4 separate regions of the Mus musculus genome follow, and all the other regions are linked to region 4. Evidence: chromatin contacts called from public ChIA-PET and capture Hi-C data. All regions are on one chromosome and are shown on one strand. Each heading gives the region's core, a stretch centred on a gene start, on an enhancer-like site or on the middle of the called end of the contact. The rest is flanking DNA. Distances are from core to core; before and after follow the strand shown.

Evidence for each region. ChIA-PET counts read pairs in DNA pulled down with a chosen protein or histone mark. Capture Hi-C pulls out chosen DNA fragments and counts their contacts.
Region 1: a contact with region 4 is called in an RNA polymerase II ChIA-PET map of memory CD8 T cells, with 11 read pairs. The contact joins the enhancer-like site here to the promoter of Cct6a in region 4. A contact is called at or near these places in 2 of 39 promoter capture datasets (the C10 cell line and the SN4741 cell line), 3 of 115 datasets of contacts at active chromatin or transcription factors (the 230-238 cell line, memory CD8 T cells and pancreatic cancer cells) and 2 of 9 other capture datasets (adipose tissue and liver).
Region 2: a capture Hi-C map of macrophages shows a contact between it and region 4, with 5 times the contacts expected there. The contact joins the promoter of Kctd7 here to the promoter of Cct6a in region 4. A contact is called at or near these places in 6 of 39 promoter capture datasets (the 3T3-L1 cell line, 3T3-L1-derived adipocytes, erythroid cells and 3 more), 5 of 484 Hi-C or Micro-C datasets (CD8 T cells, the G1E-ER4 cell line, cortical neurons and 1 more), 10 of 115 datasets of contacts at active chromatin or transcription factors (the 230-238 cell line, astrocytes, cardiomyocytes and 7 more) and 4 of 9 other capture datasets (adipose tissue, liver, macrophages and 1 more).
Region 3: a contact with region 4 is called in an RNA polymerase II ChIA-PET map of memory CD8 T cells, with 176 read pairs. The contact joins the promoter of Tpst1 here to the promoter of Cct6a in region 4. A contact is called at or near these places in 1 of 15 datasets of contacts at CTCF or cohesin (the NIH/3T3 cell line), 1 of 484 Hi-C or Micro-C datasets (CD8 T cells), 5 of 115 datasets of contacts at active chromatin or transcription factors (bone marrow-derived macrophages, effector CD8 T cells, memory CD8 T cells and 2 more) and 2 of 9 other capture datasets (adipose tissue and liver).

Annotation. Positions count from the first base shown.
Region 1 is chr5:130,195,050-130,198,868 of GRCm38.p6, forward strand. It overlaps Rabgef1 (RAB guanine nucleotide exchange factor (GEF) 1), which reads left to right. Exons shown (of 9, transcript NM_001199059.1): 4 at 2,901-3,067. Among named protein-coding and RNA genes, the nearest start is that of Rabgef1, 25 kb to the left of the region's middle. Within about 2 kb of position 1,887, at least 35 of the 459 cell types and tissues checked have an H3K27ac peak or open chromatin away from gene starts, as enhancers often do. A contact at or near this core is called in memory CD8 T cells, where this site is marked.
Region 2 is chr5:130,142,237-130,146,204 of GRCm38.p6, forward strand. Kctd7 (potassium channel tetramerisation domain containing 7) reads left to right here and starts at 2,647. Exons shown (of 4, transcript NM_172509.4): 1 at 2,647-2,990. The coding sequence starts at 2,847.
Region 3 is chr5:130,076,927-130,080,802 of GRCm38.p6, forward strand. Tpst1 (protein-tyrosine sulfotransferase 1) reads left to right here and starts at 2,444. Exons shown (of 6, transcript NM_001130476.2): 1 at 2,444-2,735.
Region 4 is chr5:129,785,107-129,789,003 of GRCm38.p6, forward strand. It overlaps Cct6a (chaperonin containing Tcp1, subunit 6a (zeta)), which reads left to right and starts at 2,250. Exons shown (of 13, transcript NM_009838.2): 1 at 2,250-2,469; 2 at 3,128-3,191. The coding sequence starts at 2,333. Psph (phosphoserine phosphatase) reads right to left here and starts at 2,147. Exons shown (of 8, transcript NM_133900.4): 1 at 1,849-2,147.

The DNA of each region.
Region 1 (3,819 bases), core at 637-3,136, 410 kb after region 4:
TGCCTCCCACCTACTCTAAACTTCAGTGGCTAGTCCAATCTAGCCCCTGCCAAACATCCCTGATAAACCTATCTATAGTAGTGGCCACAGTAGTGGCTCCTCCTGAGACCTCACATGGCTGCTGGGTTCTTCTCCCTCCAAAGCATGACAAAACTCCTTCTCTCCTTCCTTGCTTGCATCCTCCTTTCTTTCCTCTAGGACTCAGAAGTCCAGCCTGTGCCATCCGCCCAGCAATTGGCCCATGGCTTTCTTTACTGACAAATCAAGAACCAATTGGGGAACAGGACCTTAGCATCAGAATTTGTTTCTTCCTTACATTTCTGTCTTTGCTCTTTGCATTTTGAAGCTGTGTTGTTAGATATGTGTTCAGGATTGCTGTGCCTTGAAGAGTTAACTTTCCATTATGGGATGCTCTTCTTTGTGGGTGGGAGTAGCTCTTTTAGATTATTTGACTGCATCTTTTTCCTACCCTTAGTGTCCTGATACACATGTTGTGACATGGGGTCTTACTTTGTAGCCCAGGCTGGCCTAGAATCCACATTCCTCTTGCCTGAGCCTCCTAAGCACTGGGATTACCCTGCAGCTTCTGTGCCCAGCTGGGAATGTGGGTTTTAAATTTGTTGGTTATTGCTGAATTGTCCCCTTTTAAAGTTCTGATACTTGGGCTCTGGCCTGCACAGTGTAAGAAGCTTTTGTGTTCTTGTCAAGATCAAATTTCAGATTTTATTTTAGAGTTTCTTGTTGTGAAGAGACACCATGCCCAAGACAACTTTTTATGGTTTTGTTGATTATTACCTAAACTTCGAACTTAACTTTTGAATGGCATCTTCTTGTGCCATTCGTGTAGACGCACATGCAAACAAAGCACCCATATACATAAAACATAGAAGTAATTCCATAATCTGTCTGTCTGTCTGTCTATCTAGTGTGAGGTGTAGGATATGTTTCCATATGTAGAAATCAGAGTTTTGTTTTTTTTTTCCCTAAATAGCATGGTGTTAGGCTTGGTGGCCTATGCCTTTACTCCCAGAGACTAGGAGGTAGAATTAGGAGGTAGAAACAGGCAGATCTCTGTGAGTTTGAGACCATCCTCTATTGTACATAGTGAGGCCCTGTCTCAAAACAGACAAATAAAATTAAAGTGTGAGGTTGGTAGGCTTTAATACCTTTTGGTTTCTTTTTCCTGTGGGGTTGGTGGTGCACACTTGCTGAGGAAGCTGAGGTGGGAGGATCCTGTCTGGAAAGGAAAAACCAGACAAAATATCTCTATCTCTCTGTCTCTGTCTCCCCCACCCCCATGTGTGTGTGTGGGATAGACTCTTGCTATATATAGCTAAAGCTGGTGTCAGATGCACTGTGTAATCCAGGCTGACCTAGAACTTGATCCTCCTGCCTCAACCTCTTTAGTGCTAGAATTACAGGCATGTGCCAATGCACCCAGCTTGGATGCATTTTTACTGAGAGCAGTGTGACTTGCAAACTGAATGGTGGGGGAAATAAACTGGCCTTTTGTCTCTTTGTAGTGCTGTGTGTCACCTGCTGCCTTCCTGCTTCCATTGGTGGTTACGGTGACTTTTTGACTCAGCAAGAAAGTTGTTCAAGAAAGGGTTCTGTTTCACTATCAGTATTAGTGACTAAAAAATGCTAATAAGCTGTTTCTATTTGCTTTCTGTTAGTTTAGAAAAAATAAAAAAATTATTAGTTGGGTGTGTGTCTGTGGAGATAACATTAAACACTGTGGAGGTTTTTTTCTTCTACCTTTCTGTGGGTTCTACGGGTAAAATTCACATCTCTGGGCCTGTATGGCAAGCATTTCCCCTGTTGAGCCATCTTACTACCCATGGTTAGTTGGGGTTTATTTATTTATTTTTTATTTGAGGCGTTGGCACTGGTACTTTTCCACAGCACTCAGTAGTCATCTCTGAGGAACTGTGACTTCAGGGAGTACCAGGCCCCTTCACGTGCTGCCTGACAGTGAATTATCCTGCCTTCTTACATCGTTAACTACCTAATGCAGCTGTTGGGTTGGTAGCACAGATGTGAGAGTCTTTGTTAGTACTTGACTTGCTCTTTCTTTTTTTAAATTGTTTTTATTGGTTATTTTATTTATTTACATTTCAGATGTTATCCCCCTTCCCAGTTTCCCCTCTGAAAACCCCCTATCCCATCCACCCTCCCAGCCTTTTCTGTTTGTTAACGTATTTTCTGGGTCTCCTTTGTAGCTCTTTGGTCTGGAACTCGCTGAGAGATCTTCGTGCTTCTGCCTCTGCTAGGATTAGAGGTTGTTGACATCACACCCTGCCTTGTATTTGTGTTTTAAGAATTGTTATGCTGTAGTTCAGTTCTTGAGCAGAGAACATGGCAGAACTCCATTCTGTGTTTCCTCCCGGTGGATCTTAGGGATTAAAGTCAGCTCTCCAGGCTTGTATAAGAAGCTCTTTTACCTGTGGATCCACTGGTCATTCTGTAGATAAGGTTTCTGAGACAGGGTCTTGTGTAGCCCTCAAACTCACTGGGCAACTGAGAATGAATGACCTTTAACTGACCTGGATCTTCCTGCTCCTACTTCCCAAGTGCTGCGATTAGAGCTGTGCACAGCCTGCCTTGTTGACTCCTTGCTGGGGATAGAACCCAGGGATCCCTACAGGCCAGCAAGCACTACTCTACCAACCGAGCCACAGTTCAGCTCTGCTGAGCATGTTTTAGAACGTGCAGTTTTATTTACTTACACTTCCTATTTTTCCTTGCTTTAAGGAAACTCATCCAAATGTTTCAATATAAAGTGCTATTACTTTAATTTTGATTAAACATAATTTCAGTAATCTTGTTAGCTACATAGAGTAATTCCATACATCAGTCTTCTGGGTAACAAAACTTACTGTGTTTAATTTTCTCAGCAGAAATTCAGGAAGCCAAAGCTCCCAGTCCCTCCATAAACCGGCAAACCAGCATTGAGACGGACCGAGTGACTAAGGAGTTCATAGACTTTCTCAAGACCTTCCACAAGACAGGCCAAGAAGTCTATAAACAGACGAAGATGTTTTTGGAAGCAATGCCTTATAAAAGGGTAGGCTGACGCTACCACTTGGAAATAGGAGCTGTGGTTTAGGGAGGGTTAGGGAGAGCTGTAATCTTGTCATTTTACATCTGAGAGGAACAAGTGATAGTTACCTAAGACCGGCCTTTTAGCTCAGCTAACACCTGACTCCAAGCTAGTACTTTTCCACTGTGCCCTGGTCATCTCTGTGAAACTTCTGCAGCTAGAGGGACAGGCTGCCTCACTCGTTACCTGTGCTAGTGCAGCCTGCCTGCATAGACCTTTAGCTCAACTGTTTGGCCAGGAGCAGGAACTAGACTTGGTTCCTCATTGCTTGGATTTCTTTTTGTGTTTGGATCTTCCTTCTGTTCCTTATTCCTCAGTTAAGGCAAGGTCTCACTGTTATAGAGTTGGCTGGCCTGGAACTCACTATATATACCGGGCTGACCTGAACTCACAGAGATCCACCTTCGAGCTAAAGGTGTGGCCACCAAGCCTGTTGTCAATGCAGAGTTTTAGTATGCTTCTCTGTGTTTGTTTAGAGAAGGAAAGAGAGTGTAGAGGTGAAAGGAACCTTGGTGGCTACAGTTTCAGTCCCGTTGTTTTGTAGATGAAGGATGGTGAAAGGCAAACAAAACAGTGGTCTGGTTAGCTTGCTAGAGTTTTCAAAGTGAACCAGAGCTGTGGCTTCCACATGCCTCTCACTGTAGCCCAGGCTAGTCTTCAGCTCCCTGGTTCCTGCCTCAGCTGGCACAGTGCTAGGATTGTGGAAACACACCATC
Region 2 (3,968 bases), core at 1,397-3,896, 360 kb after region 4:
GTTCCTAAGCTGTATAAACGAAACCAAATGGGAAAGTGCATTCCTAAAGGAAATTCTTGGCAGAAGTAGAAGAAAGCTCCAGCACAGAAAACTGATTACAGGGGGCTGGAGAGATGGCTCAGTGGTTAAGAGCACTTGCTGATCTTCTAGAGAACCTGAATTCTGATCCAAGCACCCACATTGGCCAACTTAGAACCTCCTGTATTTAGCTCCAGCTCCAGGGGATCTGAGGCCCTCTTCTGGATGCCCTCACACACAAAACCCAGACTCACATCTCTGTCCTCATTTCGTCTCCTTCTTCTTTGTGTCAAAGTCCTGGTTGATTCCACACAGGCGAATCACTTGAGTATCTGCCTTAGCCTACCCCAGTTCCCTTCACCGCGGAAGGCAACAGAATGAATGACTGAGCCATCTTAACTGCCTCCTCTTGACAGTGTTCTGTTTCAGGGGCTTAGAAAGGCGTTCAGTTGCTGTTCAAAATCTGAAAGTCATCTTGGATTCTAGGACCAGCAGAGGCTCACAGAATAGACACCCACCCACCACTCCATAGGAAAAATTATCTGTGATACTGAGGCCGCACCTGGAGTAGGAATTATCCTAATCAGCTTGAAAGGATTTCTTTGGACCAACTTACAGAATCAAAACCAAGACAACCCACATCTTGACTAGTGCATAGCCTCTGCCTCAATCTGTCATCTACTTAAGCCTAAAGTTCATCTGATAATTGGCATGACCATTTCCTCTTCGCAGTGTGGGCCATGTTGATTAAATCTCTGATTTTCTCTTTTAAGTGGTTTATTGGGACAGGTAACAAAAGCCTATTGGAGCTGTGGAAAGATGCGGGGCTTCTTCTGAAGGAACCTCCCCCAACAGAGGTCACACAGTCGATGCGTGACTGAGACGTGCTGCATCAAATGGGTCATCTGACTAGCTGGGAAGAGCCTTCTGGGAGTGCCTGTTTCTGTCTGTGTCCTGGTGCAGAGGTGATGACGTTATCATGGAGAGGGTCATCTAGAATTGCGGGTATGGCTTCTTTTTCTCTGTCCAGTTGAAAGAATGACCAAGCAGGAAAGGCGAGGACTCGGCAGTCAGCCAAGCTTTATTGAAGTCACATACAGCAAAACACAGATTCCCTGCCAGGGGAGAAGATATTCAGAAATCCAGTTCAAAAGGAGGGCTTGAGCCTTTTGGTGGTGTACTCTCCATCCACTTATTTTTGAATGGCTAATTTAAACAAATAGGAGGCATCTGATAAAGCCACAGCTTTGCGCGTACGCATGTGTGGGCAGGTCAGATGGAGAAGAGGAGCCCTGTTTGGGAGTGGGGTTTTCTCTTTTCTCATCTGTGGTTATTTAATTTTTTTCATTTTTAGCGTTTGTTTTTAGCAGTCTCATGTAACCCAATTTGGACTCACAATGTTATGAAGCTGAAGCTGGCCTTGACTTCCAAGTACTGATATTGCAGCGTGAGTCACCATACTCAGTTCCGTTATTATTTATTATTATTATTTATTATACTAGAGACAAGAGTTGAATTCTCAGAAATCCTTCTAACCTCTCAAGTCGCTGCAATTAAAGGTATTTGCAACCAAGGTTTTCCTTCCTGTGTGAGTCCACGGAAAAAGCGCTAGCACAGCAGCCATGTCCTTGCCAGCCATTGGTGTTGCAGTGCTCAATTTCTATTACACAGCAGGTGCCCTCAGCCCTCCACAACACATCCTCAAGGACAGCCTGCTTAGGCCTTTTTTCACTGGCCCGCTGCTATGGAGACAAACCAGCCAGTCCTGGGCCCTTTCCCAGGACACATGGACCGGGATGATAAAGTGGAGTGGCCTGGAGCTTCGCGCCTGCTAGTCAGAAAGCCAATGAAAGCAGGACCACGGTGCTGCCCCTATGAGCGGGCTTCCTGCCAATCAGGGGCGGAGGCCAGCGAGGACACAGCCAATAGCAGGAGCAATTGGGTGGTCTGTCCTTTCGGGAACCGCGCCGGGGGACCAGCGCTGTCGTTGAACGTCGGAAGTGCAGAACGCGTGCCCTTTAGGTGGCCTATAAGAATGGGACTGATCGGCAAGCCGTTGTCAGTTGTCACTCTAGTTTGAGACCTCGATGGTTGGATCAGACCTTTAACCGTCATAGCGGAGCTAATCGGACACTGCCAGTAGTAGGAGGCGACCGGGTGAGGCCAGAGATGCTACCTGCGCTGTGGTTGCTATGCGCAGAGAGCCGCTTCCCTAGATAAGTGGCCTGGACCAAGGGAGGTAGCGCTCCCGTTAGTTAGATAGCCAATCAGAATGGAACAAACCCAACCAGACGTGTTTACCCTATAATTGGACAATGCTCTTGCCAATCATAGCAGGAGTTCATGAAACCTCGGCCAATAGCAAGAAGCGCCTGGTTCCGATTTGCAGCGCAGGGTCCACGCGGTGGTTGCTGATCGAGGTCGTCAGTGGGCGATCACCTCCCCTCGGCCAAACCCTGGAGCAGACAGGCGTCGCTCGCGCTTGTCAGCCAAGAGCCAATCAGAATTGGGTAGGCCTGTAGCCACTACGGCTTAAGGCCGAATTGTTTGTTCTGTGATTGGGCGAACCTCCTGACAATCAGGGCGGAGCCAGCGAAGATTCGGCCAATGGCTGGAGGCAGCCAGGTCAGACCAGCGACTAACTGTAGGCGCGTTGGTCGTTAGACTGTTGGAGGGCAGCACAGGACATCCTAACTGCTTGCAGGTCCTCGGCGTCTAGCGCCCGCCGGCGGCCCATCTCGTCATGTCAGGCACTGCTTGGCTTTAGTTCTTCAGGCCTCCGCCCACCCGCCTACCCGAAGCCGCGCCCACCGCCCAGAGCCAGAGGGATGGTGGTAGTCACCGGGCGGGAGCCAGACAGCCGTCACTCGGACGGTGCCATGTCCAGCTCCGAAGCCGAAGACGACTTCCTGGAGCCGGCCACTCCTACGGCCACGCAAGCGGGGCACGGGCTGCCCCTGCTGCCCCAGGAGGTACCTGGATCGAGCGATGGGGGAAGGGAGGGCTGATGGGAAGCGAGGGAGAGACTGGTGCTTGCAGAGCTGACCTTGGGCGGAGAGCCTCCCAAGGAGCTATCCACCCCTGATGCCACTCCTACACTAGGTGTATCCTCCCTGCCCCGAGTCACCTGCACTCCAAGTCCCTTCTTCCCGTACTACCAGATGTCAGTTCCATTCCTGTATTTCATGTCACCTTTATCAACTAGACGAGGACTCAACACATAGCATGTTCCATACAATCCAAAGGAGGACCTGGGTTATCCAGGTGTATCCTCCAGCTGCCGGGGGAGTGGCATTAGAAACTACCTGCAGTTAACCTATCTGGTGCCTTGGTATGATTTAAGAAAAGGACACACCTGAGTGGACCAATTCTCATCCAGGTGCCGTTATGCAGTGAACAATCTCCATTACCACATGGGGTAATTTTATTTGCTAGATGGACAAGAGTGAACGGTAGAGGATTTGGGGTCAAGAAAGCAGCGAGAGCAAGGACATGCAGGAGATAAATTCGGGAAATAGGAGGGCAATGGTGAGTTGAACTCAGAGCAGAGATGATGGAGGGATTAGGGGCTTCATTTATCAGTTGCTGTATTGTGCTATGGAGTGGCTTCGTTAGTAGCCCTTCCTGTGTGTGACACTTTGCACCTGAACTGACCCTGGAGATGGATAGGAAGATGAATACAGATGTAGAGATGGATAGGAAGATGGATACAGATGTGGAGACTCGACAATCTGAGGGGGCTGGCTTGAGTGAGGCTCTCCGGCAGCTGACAGTATTGTGGTAGGGTTAGAATCCCCGAATTGCCAGCATCGTGGGAAACTTGTGAACATAAGCAAAATTCTAGACATAACTCTGCAGTCAGGGAAAAGGGCCAACACGGCGGTGACACTTTTTTTTGTGCACTGTCATTGGGCAGAAGTTGTGGTTTGAGTGACAGGACACACAATCCC
Region 3 (3,876 bases), core at 1,194-3,693, 290 kb after region 4:
TCTTGTCCCAAATTAGCCAAAGGCATTTGGATCCCTTTATGGAACGCCAGTTTAACCTTCAGTTCCTTCGGTTTCTACATCACAGATCTTGGCTGTGATGGCCTTGCCTAGAGCTCCCTGCCTTTCCCTGGCAGGGAAGGAAACCCCATTACTTTCCCGTTCCTTCCCTGTGTCCCCGTAGCCCTCGTGAGCAGCTGTGGAGTTATTATTCATCCATCCCTTGTTTATCCATCCACCCATCATCCAAGAAGTGCCAGGTCAGAGTGGAAAGGCTGGGCAGACCACACAACCATCTCTTGCCACATCATTTCTATATATGATGAAGACCCCCTCACAGCCGTCTTTGCATCCACACTTCTTCTCATAGCCCTATCTACATCCCCAAACTCTGTCTCTCTCCTTCCCCTGCACACCTAACCTACCTTTCCATTCCCGTTTGCAAGCTCTTTGCCACAGCCTTCTTGTTCCAAGATTCTCAGGAACTCAGTTTTGTACCTCTGAGTTTCCCATCTCCCCATCTCCCCATCCTTTTGCCATGCCAGATCCTGGAGTGATGATTTTTATAACAGTACCCCTTCCAGGTTTTTGGCTTGTCTTGTTTTCAGTGCCTGGAGATTAAACCCAGGCACCGAGTGAGCTGGACAAGGGCTGTACTGCTGAGTTATATGCCCAGCATCTCACTGGGATCCTAGGTAGCTGCTGTACTATTGAGTCACATCCCACACAGAAAGCATGAGTCTAGGCAAGAGACACCCCTCCTCCACCCCCCAGCCTTTTACTGTAGGAGTCTAGGCAAGTGCTCTACTGCAGAATCGCACCCCTGGCCAGTCACTGGGGGCTTCCAGAAAGATGTGAGTGATGTCCCCGGGCCCTAACTGTGGGGTGATAATAAATGACGTTTCCACAAACGTTTACGGATCCCTCAACTCTAGTCTCAGTAAATCTCTAAGACTGGACATCATTCTCTAGGTGGCACTTGCTCACAGGAGGATGACAGGCGTTTCAGATTTGGCTTCTAGGTCCCTGAGCCCATGCTATCTCCAGAACCCGTGCCAATAGAGTTGAAATTACTGCTTTGATGGAACCTGGCGGAGACATGCACGGGGATTGTAGGTGGGGAAGAGCGGTTTCCTCTCTCCCTCTCAATTCTCTCTCCCCTCTTCGTAGTTCTCCCTTCTCTCGTGGAATGGTTCTACTTATGTATGCCTGTGTGTATGTATGTATGTATGTATGTATGTATGTATGTATGTGTAACTCAGACTTGCCTCAAACTCAGTACATAGACAAGAGTGACCCTGAACTGCTGACCTCCTGGCTCCCCCTCCTAAGTCCTGAGATTGTGAGCATGCTCCCCACTTCCTTCTTTTTTTTTCTTTCCTCTGCAATAGAACTTCCTGCAGCACAGACGGGCCCCAGATTCACCCACCGTGAAGCTGAGGCTCAACTTCAATTCCAGGTGCTCATGCCAGAGACTGGCTTGTGCTGGGTTAATAAGCACGTGTCACTCTTTCTGGCTTCTATGGTGCTAAGTGACGCTCTGGGTCAGGCATTCTAGCAGCTGAGTTCCATCCCCAACCTTTCTTTTTTAAAAAATTTAAACTCCGAGACAGGATGTTGCTCTGCAGCCCAGATAGCTCTTGAATTCTGTCCTGCCTTGGCCTCTCGAGTCTCAGGATAATAGCTATGAATCACCTTGCCTGGCTTCAGGGCAGGGTGCAAAGGGAGGTTGAGAAAGGATTTTGTCCTGTAATACATTTTGGCCTGGAACTCACGAAGCAACCTAGAATGGTTTCAAACTCCTGGCAATCCTCCTGCCACAGCCCTCTGAGATATTATAGTGGTTAAGTCATCGCACCTTCTTTCATTTATACATCTTTATTTTCAGACAGGGACTCATGCTGTCCAGAGTGTCCTTAAACTCCCCCTTGTAGCCAAGGACGGCCTTGAAGTTCTGATCCTCTTGCCTTGTATGACCTCAGTATTGGGATTCGAGCTATGTACCACCATATCCAGTTGATGCTGGGGATGGAACCCAAGGCTTCACGCCTACTCTCCCGACTGAGCTCCATCCTCAGCCCTCACTAATACTTTTCTGTGGTACGGAATACTGTGCAAATTGACTTGTGTGCTTGACAGCTGCGTCAAGCAATGGCCAGGCAGTGCAGGGGACTTTTTAGGAACACTATTTTTTGTTTGTCCCTGCCCTGTTTCAGGGATGAAGGTCTTCTTGGACATGTGAGGGTCCCGGAACAAGTCCTGGCTCCCCTCCAGTTAGGCCACCGGCTCTGTTACTCCAGCCACAAACTGCCCGTGTAGGCAGCAGCAGGGTATAAGCCCTTTTTGCGAGTTCGACAAACGCTGGCCCCGGATGTCAGACCCCACCCCGCAGCTCCTGGCTGCCCCGCGGGCTCTCTCTCAAGCCCCGCCTCCCCCCGGAACCGACAAATCAGAGAGGCGGACACATCGCGCGGCCCGGCTGCGGGTAGCCTATGGCGGCGTGCGTGAGATCCCGCGGCCACGCGGCGGCGGGAGGCAGGAGCTGAGGCGGCGACCGCGGCCAGTCGCTGCTGAGGCGGCCGCGGGTGCGCTTCTCGGCGGGGCCGGGCAGGGCCGTCGCCTGGCGGTGAGGACGCGCTCCCGGGGCGGGCGCTATGGCCACCAACTAGGGCGGCCGGAGAAGCGGCCGAAGCCCAAGATGCCGGAGCGACGGCACGGCTGCGCCTCCGCCATCGTAGGTAAGCGGCGCCGCTCTCCGGGCGCCGAGCCCGGGACGCCTCCATCCTTCATCCCGCCTGCCCCTTCCCCCATCCCCCGGGCCGCCCGGCGCCTCCCGCTCCTTTCGCCTAGCAGTCCCGGTCGCTACTGCCATGTCTGCCCAGCAGGCATTCGGCTCTCCACTCACCGGATCCCGACTCACCTGCGCACGCACGCTCACTGTGATATCCCTAGCCTTGATGGAGACCGTCATCCCGTTTTTTTGAGGATTCCCCCACCCCCATCCCCATGAGACATCTCACTGTTTACCCCAGGCTGGCTATGAATTCAGAGTAACCCTTGCTGGCTTTGAACTCGATTTAGCCTGTAGCCCACATCGTCTTCGAACTCCCTGTGTATAGCCTAAGCTGGCCTCAAACTTAACTTTGTATCCCAGGCTGACCTCAGAATCACCATCTAGCCCAGGTTGGCCTCAGGTTCATCATGTAGATCAGGCTGGTGGTGGTCGTCTCGTCTCAACAAGGGATGACAGGCGTGGGCCACCGTGAGTCCCTTTTTCCATGTCAGTTGCTGACTCCCTTCATGGAATGGTGCATACCCTTTTAATTTGGAGACCCTTTTATATCCTGTTCACCTCCTCTGGCTTTAATCAGCCGCCACCTTTTCCTTTTCGTCCTCTCTTGACACTTGACACTTGGGACATTTACCATGCTCCTTATGCCAGTTCCATAATTATAATTATTACTATTAATATATATATATATAATGCATGCATGTATGTATGTGCACGATGCGTGCGCTTAAGTGCCTGAGGAGGCCAGAAGAGGGCGCTGGGTACCTGGGAGCTGGAGTTAGAGGTGGGTGGGAGTCACCGCGTGGGTACTGGCAATTGAACTCCAGTCCTCTGCAAGAGCAGCAAGTGCTCTAAATCCCTGAGCGCTGGACTCCAGCCACCCCGCACTCTCACATGAGTCAGGGCCACAAACTCGTTCTAGACTGGCCAGCGCTGACTATAGTCTTGAACTCAAAGCAGTTCTGCCTCAGCCTCCCAGTTGTTGGGATGACAAGTATGGACCACTATGCAAATTGAGTGCCGTGCTTTAAACAGCGCTGGAGACAAGCAGATAGCCCAGGGGTAAAGGCTTGTGCTGCCAAACCTGA
Region 4 (3,897 bases), core at 1,000-3,499:
ACATCTTCGCATATATGTTAAATGTCACAGAGATTTTTTTAGTTGCAAAATATCAGAATAAATTTGGCCCAATGGGAACTTGGTGAAATATATTATGATGCAGTCATTTAGTGAAATATGCCACTATTTAAAAACAAAAAACAAAAAAACAAGCCATGTGGTGGCGATCACCTTTAATCCTAGCACTCAGAAGGCTGAGGCGGGTTGACCTCTGAATTTGAGGCCTGTCTGGTCTACAGAGTGAGTTCCAGGACAAACAAGACTACACAGAGAAAACTAGAAGACAAAAAAAAAAAAAAAAAAAAAAAAAACCTAACAAAAACAGTTTAGCCAGATGTGGTGATGCTGTGATATTCTCTGTTGAGAATGACAGAGTCACTGGGACATAGTTCAGAAGTTAAGCTCCCGACCAAAAAGTGTAAGCTAGGTGTGGTGGTGTGTGCCTGTACTACCTGCATTTAGGAGGTAGGCAGATCGAGCCAGAGGCTCGTGGGTTAAGAGCACTGGCTGCTCTTCTAGAGGCCCTGCATATAACTCTCAACATCTAACATGGCAGCTCACAACTACAGCCCTATAGGATCTGATGCCCTCTTCTGGTAAGCAGATATACATGCAGACAGAACACCTATATACATTAGATAAACAAACAAACAAACAAGAGGTAGGTAGAGGCAGGAGGATCAGGAGTTCAAGGCTAGCCTTGTCTGCATAGTGAGACCCTGTCACAAAAACAAAACAAACCACAAACAAACAAAAAGCAGCTCCAATATATTCTTGGCTAATGTTTTAAGGACTTTTATATTAAGTAAACACGAGTCTTCTTCATGCCTCGTTATCATCTGCACAGCTTTTGTGGTTTTCAAACCTACAACTCCACTTGAAAACATTACACTAGCATACTTACTGCAGCCAGAAGAGCAGAGGTTTGGGAATAACTAAATGTCAGCCATGTGACTGGTTGTTTCTCTTTCCTTTTTAAATTTCCTGTATTCAGGACCTTTGTACCGGTTAAACCGGCACTCATCCTCTGAGCTACATACCCTATAGTTCTGTTTTCTTTAGACAGGGTCTTCCTATGTAGCCACGGCTGGCCTGGAACTTGCTATGCAGACCAGGCTGGCCTTGAACTCACAGAGATCTGCTTGCCTCCCGTGTTGTGACTATGCCTGGCTCTGTATAGTAGAAGAATAAGAATTTTTCTTTCCTATCAAAATGGCAAAGCCTTCAGTATATATAGCTCAGTGGAATACGTCCAATGGCATTACGAGTTGTCATCTGTGTGGAGAAGTGATTCATATTCATATACATGTTTAAAAATTCAGTACGTATCTATATGTTAAGTGCTCAACATACAGACAGGAAAAACACTTATACGCTTAATATTATTTTCTTTTTAAAAAAATGTTTAAAAGAATGCTTTCAAAGACTGGGCACCACTGTCCAGCCATTAGTTGTTAGTTTTTAGCAGGCTTAGTAGCTCATACCACTTTGGAAGTTGAAGCAGGACTGCTACGAGTTAGAATACCAGTCCGTGTTAGACAGTTCGTGGTCTAGCTGGGACATAGAATGAAACAAGGATTACTATTTGTTTCATTATTTTAAAAAAATTAAAACAAAATCCATTTTAGTTTTCAAGCTGCCTCAATGACCTGGGCCCTAAGAACAGACTGATCCTGAGTCTCCTCAACGCCCATCGCACCACTCCTAAAGCCATCTAGTACTTTCTACCTAGCGTAGTCCTCCCGTCAACCTCCGGGGTCTTAAAACGACCAGGGTACAGGGGAAGGCTCCATTTTCTGTGCTCCCCAATTTACGGATAAAACAGGCAAGGAAAAAAAAAAAATGAACCTGGGAAATCTCGCGAGAGTGTGAGGGAAGCATCCCGGAGTCCAGTAGCTAGAGACACCCTGCAACTAGAGGCCGACGCCTCTGCTTCCTGTCACACCCAGTCGAGTGCAGAGGCCGAAGCATCCCTCACACACGACCTGCAGGGCTTTTCCTGCACCGCGGAGCCGCGCAGCCTCCACGCTGCAAACTCTTAAAAGCGCCGAACCGTGACGCTGGGGGGCGAGCACAACGGAACCTTAAGATCCAGAGTGCCGATGACGGGAGAACCAGTTTCTCAGATGCGCAATGACGTCGCAACTGGGCGTGGTGGGCGGGTCTTAGAGAGACCAGCGTTGGATTAAGCCAATCAGCGGGCGGCAGGAGGGTCGCCACCCAATGGAGGTGCTCTGTGGGCACGCCGGGGGCGGGCCGGGTGCGTAAGACTTTTCGAGAAGACCCCGCAGAGAGCACGTTGTTCTCGGCCTCTCCCGGAGCTAGGCCAGCCATGGCGGCGGTAAAGACCCTAAATCCGAAGGCCGAGGTGGCCCGGGCCCAGGCAGCGCTGGCGGTGAACATCAGCGCGGCTCGGGGCCTGCAGGATGTTCTGAGGACCAACTTGGGGCCTAAGGGCACCATGAAGATGTAAGCCCGGGCTGGCGGGAGGGCGGGCCTGGCGGCTCGATGGCCGCAAACTCGAGTCGCTGCCTCCAGGCCTTCGCGCTAGCGTTTTCTTTCTCCCATGTCTGGGCTGCATCCCATCCAAACCCCCCGAATCCGCGCCTTTCGGGGTTGGCATTTGCACCTATTTCTTATAGAGGAAGAGAGTGGCGTGTGCAACCTTCCCGAACCCAGCCCCGGGCCCCGAGTTTACTGGGATGTAGGAGTAAAGTCCAAATTTCAGGGGATCTGTTTTTGTTACCTCGTTAGCTAGCAAATGAATAAAGTTCACTGAGACATAGCGCTTGGATTTTTTTTTAATTAGTCTTAATTCACTCTCTTTTCTCGCCTCTCGTATCCGTTCCTCAAATTGCGGTTGCTTTGGAGTCGTATATTTCATAGCCTCCTTTGGTTCCCTTTACACCTCATTCTTTTTTGTGGGAATTTTCTTTATGTATTTAGTTGAGATCGGGTCTGACTGATAAGTTACGGCTTGTCTGGAACTCCCTGTGATTCACTTGCCTTCAAGAGGGGATGGGGGATATACATTACCTCCCCTTGGCTGCTTTGTGGAATTCTTACTTGTTTTGTTTTAATTAGAAAAAGTCACATCCTTGCTCATCAATTCCTTCCCATTTGGCAGGCTTGTATCTGGTGCTGGAGACATCAAACTTACTAAAGATGGCAATGTGCTGCTTCATGAAATGGTAAGAGGCTGCCGGGCTGGGTTTAAAAAAAAATTTTTTTTTTTGACCTCTTGCTCCATTTGAGGTGAATAAAATTCTTCATCAGGTCATCATGTCTTTCAGGCAGAAATATAGGAAGTGCTTTAGTGGGTGAGGAACTCTGTCAAATGTGACACATGTGTTTGGATCCTTGGGTTTTTTGTTTGTTTTGGGGGGGTCTACTTTGTAGTCTGGGCTAAAATAAAAAATTGTATAAAAGAATATTGTTATCTCTACTTTAGCTAAATATTGTACCACATAGCTATAATCCCGGCACTCAGCCAGATCTCTTGAGTTCAAAACCAGGTAGAGCTACATAAGCATAGTGAGACCTTGTCTCAAAAACAGGGCAATGGGAAAGAAAACCAAAAAATAAATGCTCATCTTTCCACTCAACTGCAGGAGAAATGAAAATCTTACTTTTGTTTGTTTAAGATAAATCTCACTGTGCAGCCCTGCTTGGCCTCAAACTGGGATTAAAGCTATGCCTCTCACACCGGGCTGTCTTATAGTTATTATTTTTGTCCCAGGGATCATATTAAATTGACCCAACTACCCATTTCCCTCACTTTCAGGTCCTATAGTTCAAACCCTAGTAAAGGGGATGGCTTGAAATCCAAGCAAAATGTAGCCAGCAGTACTGTGCAGTCTTAGTGGAAGGCATTGAAAGAAGCCTGTCCATGTTGTA